2 separate regions of the Sus scrofa genome follow, and region 1 is linked to region 2. A link is a contact called in public promoter capture Hi-C data. All regions are on one chromosome and are shown on one strand. The core of a region is the stretch at or near the end of the contact, and the rest is flanking DNA. Distances in the headings are between cores, read along the strand shown. Region 1 holds the start of ZNF75D (zinc finger protein 75D). Region 2 holds the start of HPRT1 (hypoxanthine phosphoribosyltransferase 1).

Region 1 (4,263 bases), core at 198-2,697, 570 kb after region 2:
TTTTGCACATATTAATATTAAATTCCATATTAATATTAAATTTTAAAACCTTATTATATCAAAAGAGAGAGCAAGAAAGAGAAAGAAAATGCCTTTATCTGACCATCTTCCTTGGTTAGTGATTCAGTTGTAAGGTAAGCTTGGGAACTGTCCAGAAGCAACAGTGCTCTGACTTCCCCTTCACTGTCATAAAACACTCAGTTGAAAGTGTACAACCCCAGGAACAAAGCTTTGATAGAATCATCCTGAAAATGATTCTCGGGTGGAGCAAACATCTTGACTAGGTTTACAATCACAGATAACGAACTGTGTCCTCTCGCAAACTTTTAGGCGGCTTTGCTTTGCAAACAAGGATTGACCTTATCTTCACCTGCATTTGCATGTAAAAAGGCAGGCAGGTGCTCCTTGTTTACTTTCCTCCTGAGCCGGCAGATATCTGGTCCCCTCGCCTGAGCGGTCTCTTACACCGACTTCCAAAATACACCCAAACTACATCGGTTTCATCTCCACCGTAAAACTGAGATGCGCGCCGTTTCTCCTCTTTGATTCACATGGATAACTTTTGTCCAAATGGCTCAACACTAGGTAAACACTGATAATTTTGGGACGCTGACAAGCCGAGACATTTGGGTTCTTAGATGCCTCTCCAGAGGACTATGCAAAGCATTACAGGACAACTAAGACGAAACAAAGTTCCTGTCCTTAAGGGAAGCATCATGTAATAGCAAAAGCGCGAGATATGACAACAGGAGACCAAAATTGGTCTAAAATCTGCCACCGGTAATCCATGTGACCCTGCAGACATCGCGTCGCACATCTCAATTTCTTTATATTTCAAAGAGAAATAGAAATGGAACCTGCACCATGCGGTTAAAACCTACCTAAAACAATAAAACCATAATAGTTGGGAAGGACGCGCCAGCGAACCAGGAAAGCGTTTTATGTACATGCATGGCCGGTTCACTTTGCTGTACCCCTGAAACTAACACATTGTAAGTCACCTATTCTCTAATAAAATTTATTTTTTAATGTACTGTTGTTATTGATCTAGCGAGGGGCTGGACCACCAGGACCAAAGCCTCTTAACTCAAGGAGTCCCAGGAGAAGCCTAGTAATGACTCTCGGGGAGGTGGCCCTTACCAGGTGGACTTTCCAGGAGAAAGGGCCACCGGCTGCTCGAACGCGACGCAGGAGTAACCTGGACGCACGACCCTCGGCACGTCCGGGGGACCGAGATCGTGGCGCCGGGCGTCAGCATCGTTCCCAGGCGACAAGCCGCCTTCGCGGCGCCTCCAGGCCTCCCGCGGGCCGGAGACTCGGCCTGAACTCTTTTTGGCTTTCGGGGCTGAACCCGGGATGGGAAAGGCGGACCCGCGGGCCGGTTCCGGACTCCGCAGGTGGAGGGCGGGAAATGCGGGGCGTGGCTGTCACGCAGCCACCGGAAACGTGTTCTTCCTTTTCCGGTCGGGGCCCGGTCCACAGCCCGCGACCCCAAAATGGCGAGGCGGGGTTCGGTCTTGGGACGCTAGCGGGGGCGGGCCGGGGACTGAGCTTCCAAGGCCTCCGCGCTCCCGGATTCCGGCGTCTTGGCGCCCGGCTCGCCGGGCCTCGTGCTTTCCCGGCACCGGCCCCGGGGGCGCGGGAACCCGGACCTTCCTTCCTCCCCGCGGCGGCGGGAGGCGTGGCGACTTCACAGCCGAGCCCAGAAAGAGGGAAGTGGCGTCCACGGAAGCCGGAGCTGTGAGGAGGTAATCAAGAAGCTGGTTTTCGCTCTGGATTCGGTCAGGAGAGCCCCCGAGAGCTACCGGCCGCACGTGCCGGCTGCGTGGCGGTGAGCTGGAGGGGCGGGGGCGCAGCCTTTTCCTTTTCGCGGTGGCATCATTGCCGGGCTGGGGGTCTGTCTGCAAACCGGCAGGACCTGTTCTCAGCGAGGCGCGTACTTAGAGCCCTACAGCCGCCTCTAACCTCCGGACGCAGCCTCTCTGTAGCCTTGCGTGTAGATGAAACCCAACGAGGCGCCGGAGCGCGCTAGGAGGTTGCCCGCGTGCTGCGTGCTTGTGGGCGCCCTCGCGGTCGAGCCAGGAGGTGTAAGTGGGGGATGGGGCAGTAATGCCTACTAATGAGCCCAGCGAAACTTGCCCGTTTCTGCGGGCTTATGATCATATCACTGGAGAAAGGCGCATTTCAGCTCCAGAGATAATAGTTTCTCCTGACCAAGAAATCCAGGAATTGTCCCTGTACCTCCCGAGCCTGGAGAGGCAGCAAGGCACCAACCGTTTCTTTGAACGCCCGTGGCATCCTTGAAAGAACTTTGTTGCTGTTTCACCTCCGAGAAAATCCAAGGCCATCCTCAGCCTTGCTTAAGGTCTCTGTGACCCTGAGAAAATAAAAAGTCAGGAGAAAGGTTACCTTTACTAAGACCCTTCCTGTCTCTGAAGAACGTTAATCGTCACTGTTTCTCCTTTCCTTTTTTACACCTTGACATTGGGATTTCTTGTAAACAAAGCCAACTGTAAGTTTTTCCAGTAAAGGAAGCAAAAGTATTCATACACAGATACAAAGCTGCATAGTGCCCTTTATAAGTCTTCCCAAATGGTAACCCCCCAAACTGTTGATATCTGATTGTTGGGTAGGGGAATATTTTCCGAGAGGAATAAGGTTACTTTTTCACTAATTATTTCTTTTCTGATCTGGCTGGCTTAGTTTCCCTTCCAGTATTAATACAGTGGAAAAGAGGCTATCAAACATTCCATGAAGCAAAGGCGCCAGTCTCCATAGGAGGATGAAGGGGCATAGACGTTGTTTTCCCCCTGCCTAAAGACAGGAAACTAGGATCATCTATTAAAATTCAGAGAGGGGAGTTCCCATCGTGGCGCAGTGGAAACAAATCTGACTAGAAACCATGAGGTTGTGGGTTCGATCCCTGGCCTCGCTCAGTGAGTGGGTTAAGGATCTGGTGTTGCTGGGAGCTGTGGTGTAGGTCCCAGATGTGGCTCAGATCCTGAGTTGCTGTAGCTCTGGTGTAGGCTGGCAGCTGTAGTTCCAATTGGACCCCTAGCCTGGGAACCTCCATATGCCGCCAGTGCGGCTCTTAAAAAAAAAAAAAAGACACCCCCCCACAACAATTTTAGAGAGGGAGTTCCCATTGTGGCCCAGTGGAAAGGAATCTGTCTAGCATCCATGAGGACGTAGGTTCAATCCCTGGCCTCGTTCATTGGGTTAAGGATCTGGCCTTGCTGGGAGCTGTGGTGTAGGTCGCAGATGCAGCTTGGTTTCCACATTGCTGTGGGATAGGCGTAGGCTGGCAGCTACAGCTCCCATTCGACCCCTAGCCTGGGAGCCTCCACCTGCTGTGGGTGCGGCCCTAAAAAAAGACCAAAAAAAAAAGTAGAGAAAGTCAAATATGCTTCATCTGTGAAGGTGGTACAGGAAGCACACAGATCAAGTATTGGTTGATATCAGAGCTCCTTTTAGTGAATGGGTGTCAGTTTTTCACCCATCAACCTTAAAAAAAAATAAAACAGAAAAAAGGGAGTTCCCATTGTGGTTCAATGGGTTAAGAACCCAGCTAGTATCTATGAGGATGTGGGTTCGATCCCTGGCCTCGCTCAGTGGGTTAAGGATCCAGTGTTACTGAGCTGTGGTGTAGATCACAGGCTCAGTTCGGATCTGGCCTTGCTGTGGCTGTGGTGTAGGCCGGCAGCTGCAACTCTGATTCGACCCTTAGCCTGGGAACCTCCATATGCCACAGGCATGGCCCTTAAAAAACAAAAAAGGAGAGAAAAAGTGACCAGTTGACATCTGTCTCCCCTGAGCTGTGCTTTGTTTCAAAGTTGGGCAACAAAGGAAAGAGGAGCAACATGTCCTGAAGTTGTCTTGAGTCATCATTGAATGTCCCAACACTTGACAGTTGATTTTTTTTAAAGGAGAGCTAGGAAGGGACTTTTCTGTTCATTCGTCTCTGAAAATTGTAAATAGCAAGTAAATATGTGTCGTGTGGCTCTCTTCTTGACGTCTACCTTTTTTCTCCCCTCCCTCAGTGCCCTTGGGGAGAAGATCCACTCATTGGTTTTTGTACCAAGCCTGACAAGGCCTCAGTTGTCAAAGGTGGCACCAGGAGGATGTCACATATAGGAGTAAAACTGTTCCTAGAGCAAATGATGATGAGACATCTGAAGGTGAATGCATGCTTGTACCCACACATGGAGGCCTTGTGGGAGACTAAGGGGTCTGTGAAAGAGAGCTGCAGTCAGAGTAAGCAGT
Region 2 (4,891 bases), core at 1,570-4,069:
TGACCACATGAAAACCAGAAAATATATCTGCAGACACAGCAACATCATCTACGTCAGAGGTTTGCAGTTATTTTAAGGCGACTGTGCCCAAAAGTGATTTCATGAGGTGCACCTGCAGAGAGGGTACCTGCCTATTGCTTGTGAATGATTTTTGTTCAGATCAAGTACTTCTCTTCAAATTTCATGTACTCATTTTTTGATTTCAAGTTTTCTTGTACATGATGAAAAGTGACCCAATAGCTTTTACTAAGTACTCTATTAGCAGAACTTCACACTTAAATGATGTCAGTTTTATATTGAGATTGTGAGATGATTCAAACAAAATCAGTCATATTAGTCAGAATTCTCTAGAGAAACAAAACTAACAGGAAGTGTGTGTGTAAAAGAGAGAGGGAGAGAGAGAGAGGAGGGAGGGAGAAAGAGAATGAGAGATTCATTTTAAGGAATTGGCTCATGCAATCGTGAAGACTCGGCAAGTCCAAAATCTGATGGCGAAAGTCAGCAGGCGGGAGACCCAGAGCTGCAGTGGCAGTGGCAGTCCAAAGGCTGGCAGAATTCCTTGTTGCTTGCTGGAGCGGTCAGCCTTTGTTCTCTTCAGGCCTTCAAATGAGGGCCACCCACCTTAGGGAAGGTAATCTGCTTTACTCAAAGTCCACTGATTTAAATGTGTATCTCATCCAGAAAACACCTTTGCAGGGACATCCACAATAATGTTTGACCAAACATCTGGGCACCATGCCCCAGCCAAGTTGACATAAAATTACCTATCACGTTGGTCAATTCCAGGAATGGTTCAATTTCTCATCCAATTCGTGGAATCAAAGTAAAGCTAATGGAAATTTATTCTGGTGAAGGAGAAGCATCTGACATAGAGAAAGCTATTGTACATTCACTTTAAACGTTCTGTAGTTAGGGTGAGTGTTTTTTAGGTGATGATTTTTTTTCATAGAAATATGAATTTTGGTGGACCATAGCACCATGGCAAAAACAAAGCTCTTACTAAATGAAGTAACATGTGGAGCAGAAATATACTCAGAATTGCTGAGCATAATGAATATAATGAGTATAATTGCTGAGTGCTAACAGAAATAATTCCTCATTATGTCCACACAAAGTGGACTACAAAATTGTTTCTGGAAAGGCAGGAGTAGGACAGAGGAATCTTGGATTGTATCCATGTTTTCCTTATTTCTTCCTGCATGCTGGTATTCTGTAAAAAACGGTGGCACACCTGACACCCAGAGTAGATAACTTTAAAAAAAAAGACAAAATTATATGAGAAAAGTACTTGTCTATCTGACAAAATTATTCTCTATATTAAAATTAGTAATCACCATTATGTTCTTGATTTCATCTGTAGTTTTAAAACAAAATTGAAAAGAATACAGGAGTTCCCTGGGTGACTCAGCAGGTTAAGGATCTGGAGTTGTCACTGCTGTGGCTCGGGTTCCATCCGAGCCCAGGAACTCTTGCATTCTGAGGGTGTGGCCAAAAATTGTTTTTTTTATATATATTTTTTTGTTTTTTAAAGACTACATTTCAATTTTAAACACAAGTAAAAGCTCCAAGTTGTCGCAAAGAATGCCAGGGTTAAAATAATGACAGTTTCTAGTCTCTACAATCATTGGGCTTTCATTATTTCAAAATCTCTGTTAAAATACGGGAGCACGTGGCACCACAGGGGTTGAAGAAAGAAACTGCAAGCCAAAAGCAAGCTGGGAGGGTTCTGAAGTGTTGGGTACCTAATTTAGAAACCATTGTGGGCGGCTGAGTCCACATGTGTCAGGGGCCAAGTGTATAACCGAAAGTTCTCTGAATTAACTTCCTAGTGAAGCGATGTTTGTTAAAAGAATAATAAAAATGTGTTGATATGCACGTCAAAGGAAATGCACTCATGTTCACCAAAAGTTACATTAAAAAAAGTTGTTAGCAGCACCGTTTTTTGATAAAGAGACAGGCTCGGAGTTCAGTGAAATCTCCCATCTATTCCTCAGTGGCCTTAATGGAGGCCACCAGCTAAGTGCTGGGCACTGTGATGGGTGCTGGAGCTACACAGATGAGTTAGGGATGGAACAACTATTACTTGCTTACCTGACCTACTGGAGAGTAGGGGAAGATTTTTTTCCCCCCAGTTTAATTAGGAATTGTGGAGGCAAGAATAAAGAACAATAATAGCAACAGTTCCTATTTACTGACTGTGTGCAGTGCTAAATCACATATACACATATGCACACGCCATATCGCTTCTTTAATTTTCACAAGATCCTTGTTAATACCCTCATTTTACTGAGACGAAAAAGGCTGAAAGGTAAAGAGCAGTTAAGTGTTCCCCTCGGATTTGTACCCTGATCTGGCTGACTCTAGGGCTCTAGGTCTCAACTCTTACATCCATCTAAAGATTTGTGTTAGAACTGGGCCACGAGTCAGGAAAATGGAAGCCGCAATGCAGTCCAAGGTCTTGAGAAGGGGACGCTGGGCGAGAGGAACCACGTGGTGACAGGAACCTGAAGAGCCGGCGCCCAGTTTAGGGCCACAGGGAAGAAAGGAAGGCGGCGGCAGTCCTGGGAATTGGGGAGCCGTCTGGATGGGAAACTGAGGGAAAGAGGGATGGAGGCTGCGCAGGAGACGCCGCTTCTTCGGGAACGCAATTCCCACGGCCACCTCGGGGGAGTGGAAACTCGCAGGCGCCCGCCGGAGGCCCGGGGGCGGGGCCTCGGGCGGGGCGGGGCGGGAGGGGCGGAGCCTGCCGCGCCCGGGCTCTGAGCGGCTGTTGCGGCGGCGGAGAACGCTCGGGCGGACCTCTCGGCTTTCCCGCGCGGCGCCGCCTCCCGCTGCACCTCCGCCTCTCGCTCGGCCCCGCCGCCGGCTTCCTCCTCCCCAGACCGCCCTCAGCCCGCGCGCCAGCCGGCTCCGTTATGGCGACCCGCAGCCCCAGCGTCGTGGTGAGCAGCTTGGCCGGCCAGGCCCGCGGCGCCGGCCCCCGAGGCGCGGGGCCGCAGTGCGGGCTCGGGCCGGGGCGGCCCGGGGCCGGGGGGTGGGGGGGGCGGCCGCAGCCCCCTGGGTTCGGCCGAACGTCACCCCGGGGCGGCGGGGGGGACGGAATGGCGAGGTCAGGGTGGCCGCCCCCGGAGAGCCCCGGGAAGCAGGGCGGCGTGTGGGGAGAGAGGGTGGAAATGGCGATTTGGTTGACATGTGCGGCTTGCGAGCGTGCGGTGGGGAGGGGCCGTGGGCCAGTTCGGGAATGATCTGGCGGCGTGAGGGTGGGGGCTTTCTTAGGAGAGGCTCTCGTCTAGATTTGGGGGACTGGGGGTGAGGTCCTCGGGGCACCTCCGAGAGGGCCCCGGGGCACGGAAACGACCACATGGGAGGCATGCGTGGACTGGTATTTTCACCTAGTTCTGCAAACATTATAATGAATGTTTGTGGGAATGCGCATTGCCTCGTTGCATCCTCACGGCAGCCTTGGCAGCAGTCACCATGCCTACCTTTTTTACACACGTAGAAAATTGTGAACCGATATTAGGTAATTTCCTCACGGCCCAGAGGTAGCCGAGCCTCCGAATCAGATCTTCTTGAATCCGTATCCTCTGCTCTTTGATGCCGCGGGGGACGGAAAATGCGAATCTGGTCCTTAACCTTCAAGGACGTTCGTGTCTGGTATCCTGCCTCCAAACTCATTGGTTCTTTTTCTCATTTCTCGAACTAGCCAAGCTGCACCCTCCCCCCACCTTCCTTTTCTGATCCCTCTTGCTAAAATAGCCAACCGTCTGTCAGTTAAATGCCTTAGCCTGCATTATTATTATTATTATTATTATTATTATTATTATTATTATTTTGCAGTTACCTGATTACCTGTTGATTATCTCTCCCATAAAAACATAAACTTTATAAGGGCAGTAATCACCACTGTAATCCAGTGCCTGGCATGTAAGAAATTCTCAACATGGTCTGTTGGATAAATAAATTAAATAATTAAGCACTTGAACCCTAAAAAAGGAAGGATTCTCTTTCATATTAGGCATTGTGACTTGAGGTAAAGAGCACTGCGCTTCATGGAGTCTGGCCTGGAATCCTGCTGGTTTGGGCTATTTACTAGCTGTGTGGCCGTGGGTAACTACTTTTCTCTTTCTCGACTTGTGCCCTTATGTGTAACTGAGGTGCTAGCTACCCCATGGTGTTGCTGAAAGGATATCTGGTCTTTGTGAATGAACAACCTTTGTGTTCCCTGATATGTTATTGTGTTCTACCTATTTAGTCCTCAAAACAACCCTCCAACAAGAGTGTGATTATCATTTTACAGACGAGGAATCCTTGAAGCCTCAGTGAGGTTAAGTAACTTAACCTCTTAATGTAACGTACTCAGGTCATACAGTCATTAAGAGGAGCTCATGGAGTTCCCGTCACGGCTCAGCACAAGCAAATCTGACTGGTATCCATGGGGACGCAGGTTCGATTCCTGGCCTCGCTCAGTGGGTTGGGGATCCGGCATTTTGGTGAGCTGTGGTGTAGGTCGCAGACACGGCTGGGATCCTGCATTGCTATGGCTGTGGTGTAGGCCGGTGGCTGTAGCTCCCATTCGACCCCTAGTCTGGGAACCTCCATATGCCGTGGGAGAGACCCTAAAAAAAAAAAAAAAAAAAAAAAAAAAGAGGCGCTCAGACTCAAACCTAGGTCTCTCAAGGGCCCAGGCACTTAAATGTTATGCTAATAGTAGATTCTCAAGCATTTTTACTCAGTTTAAGCTTTGGAGTCTAGTGCCTCCCCCAGCATACAGTGAATTACTTTTGCTAGAACTGGCTGTTAGTTTTGTTTGAACATCAAGATATTCATTGTGTTTTTGGTTTCCAAATTCCTGTTCCTTTTTTTTATTTCCTCCCCAGAAATTGTCTGC

Evidence for each region. Promoter capture Hi-C pulls out the DNA fragments that hold promoters and counts their contacts.
Region 1: a promoter capture Hi-C map of fetal liver shows a contact between it and region 2, with 4 times the contacts expected there. The contact joins the promoter of ZNF75D here to the promoter of HPRT1 in region 2. A contact is called at or near these places in 1 of 5 promoter capture datasets (fetal liver) and 1 of 2 datasets of contacts at active chromatin or transcription factors (alveolar macrophages).

What each region holds. Positions count from the first base shown.
Region 1 is chrX:110,888,863-110,893,125 of Sscrofa11.1, forward strand. ZNF75D (zinc finger protein 75D) reads left to right here and starts at 1,448. Exons shown (of 4, transcript XM_005657921.3): 1 at 1,448-1,748; 2 at 4,041-4,263. The coding sequence starts at 4,122. It overlaps CT55 (cancer/testis antigen 55), which reads right to left and starts at 1,413. Exons shown (of 5, transcript XM_021080816.1): 1 at 1,141-1,413. The coding sequence starts at 1,258.
Region 2 is chrX:110,318,470-110,323,360 of Sscrofa11.1, forward strand. HPRT1 (hypoxanthine phosphoribosyltransferase 1) reads left to right here and starts at 2,820. Exons shown (of 9, transcript NM_001032376.2): 1 at 2,820-2,942. The coding sequence starts at 2,916.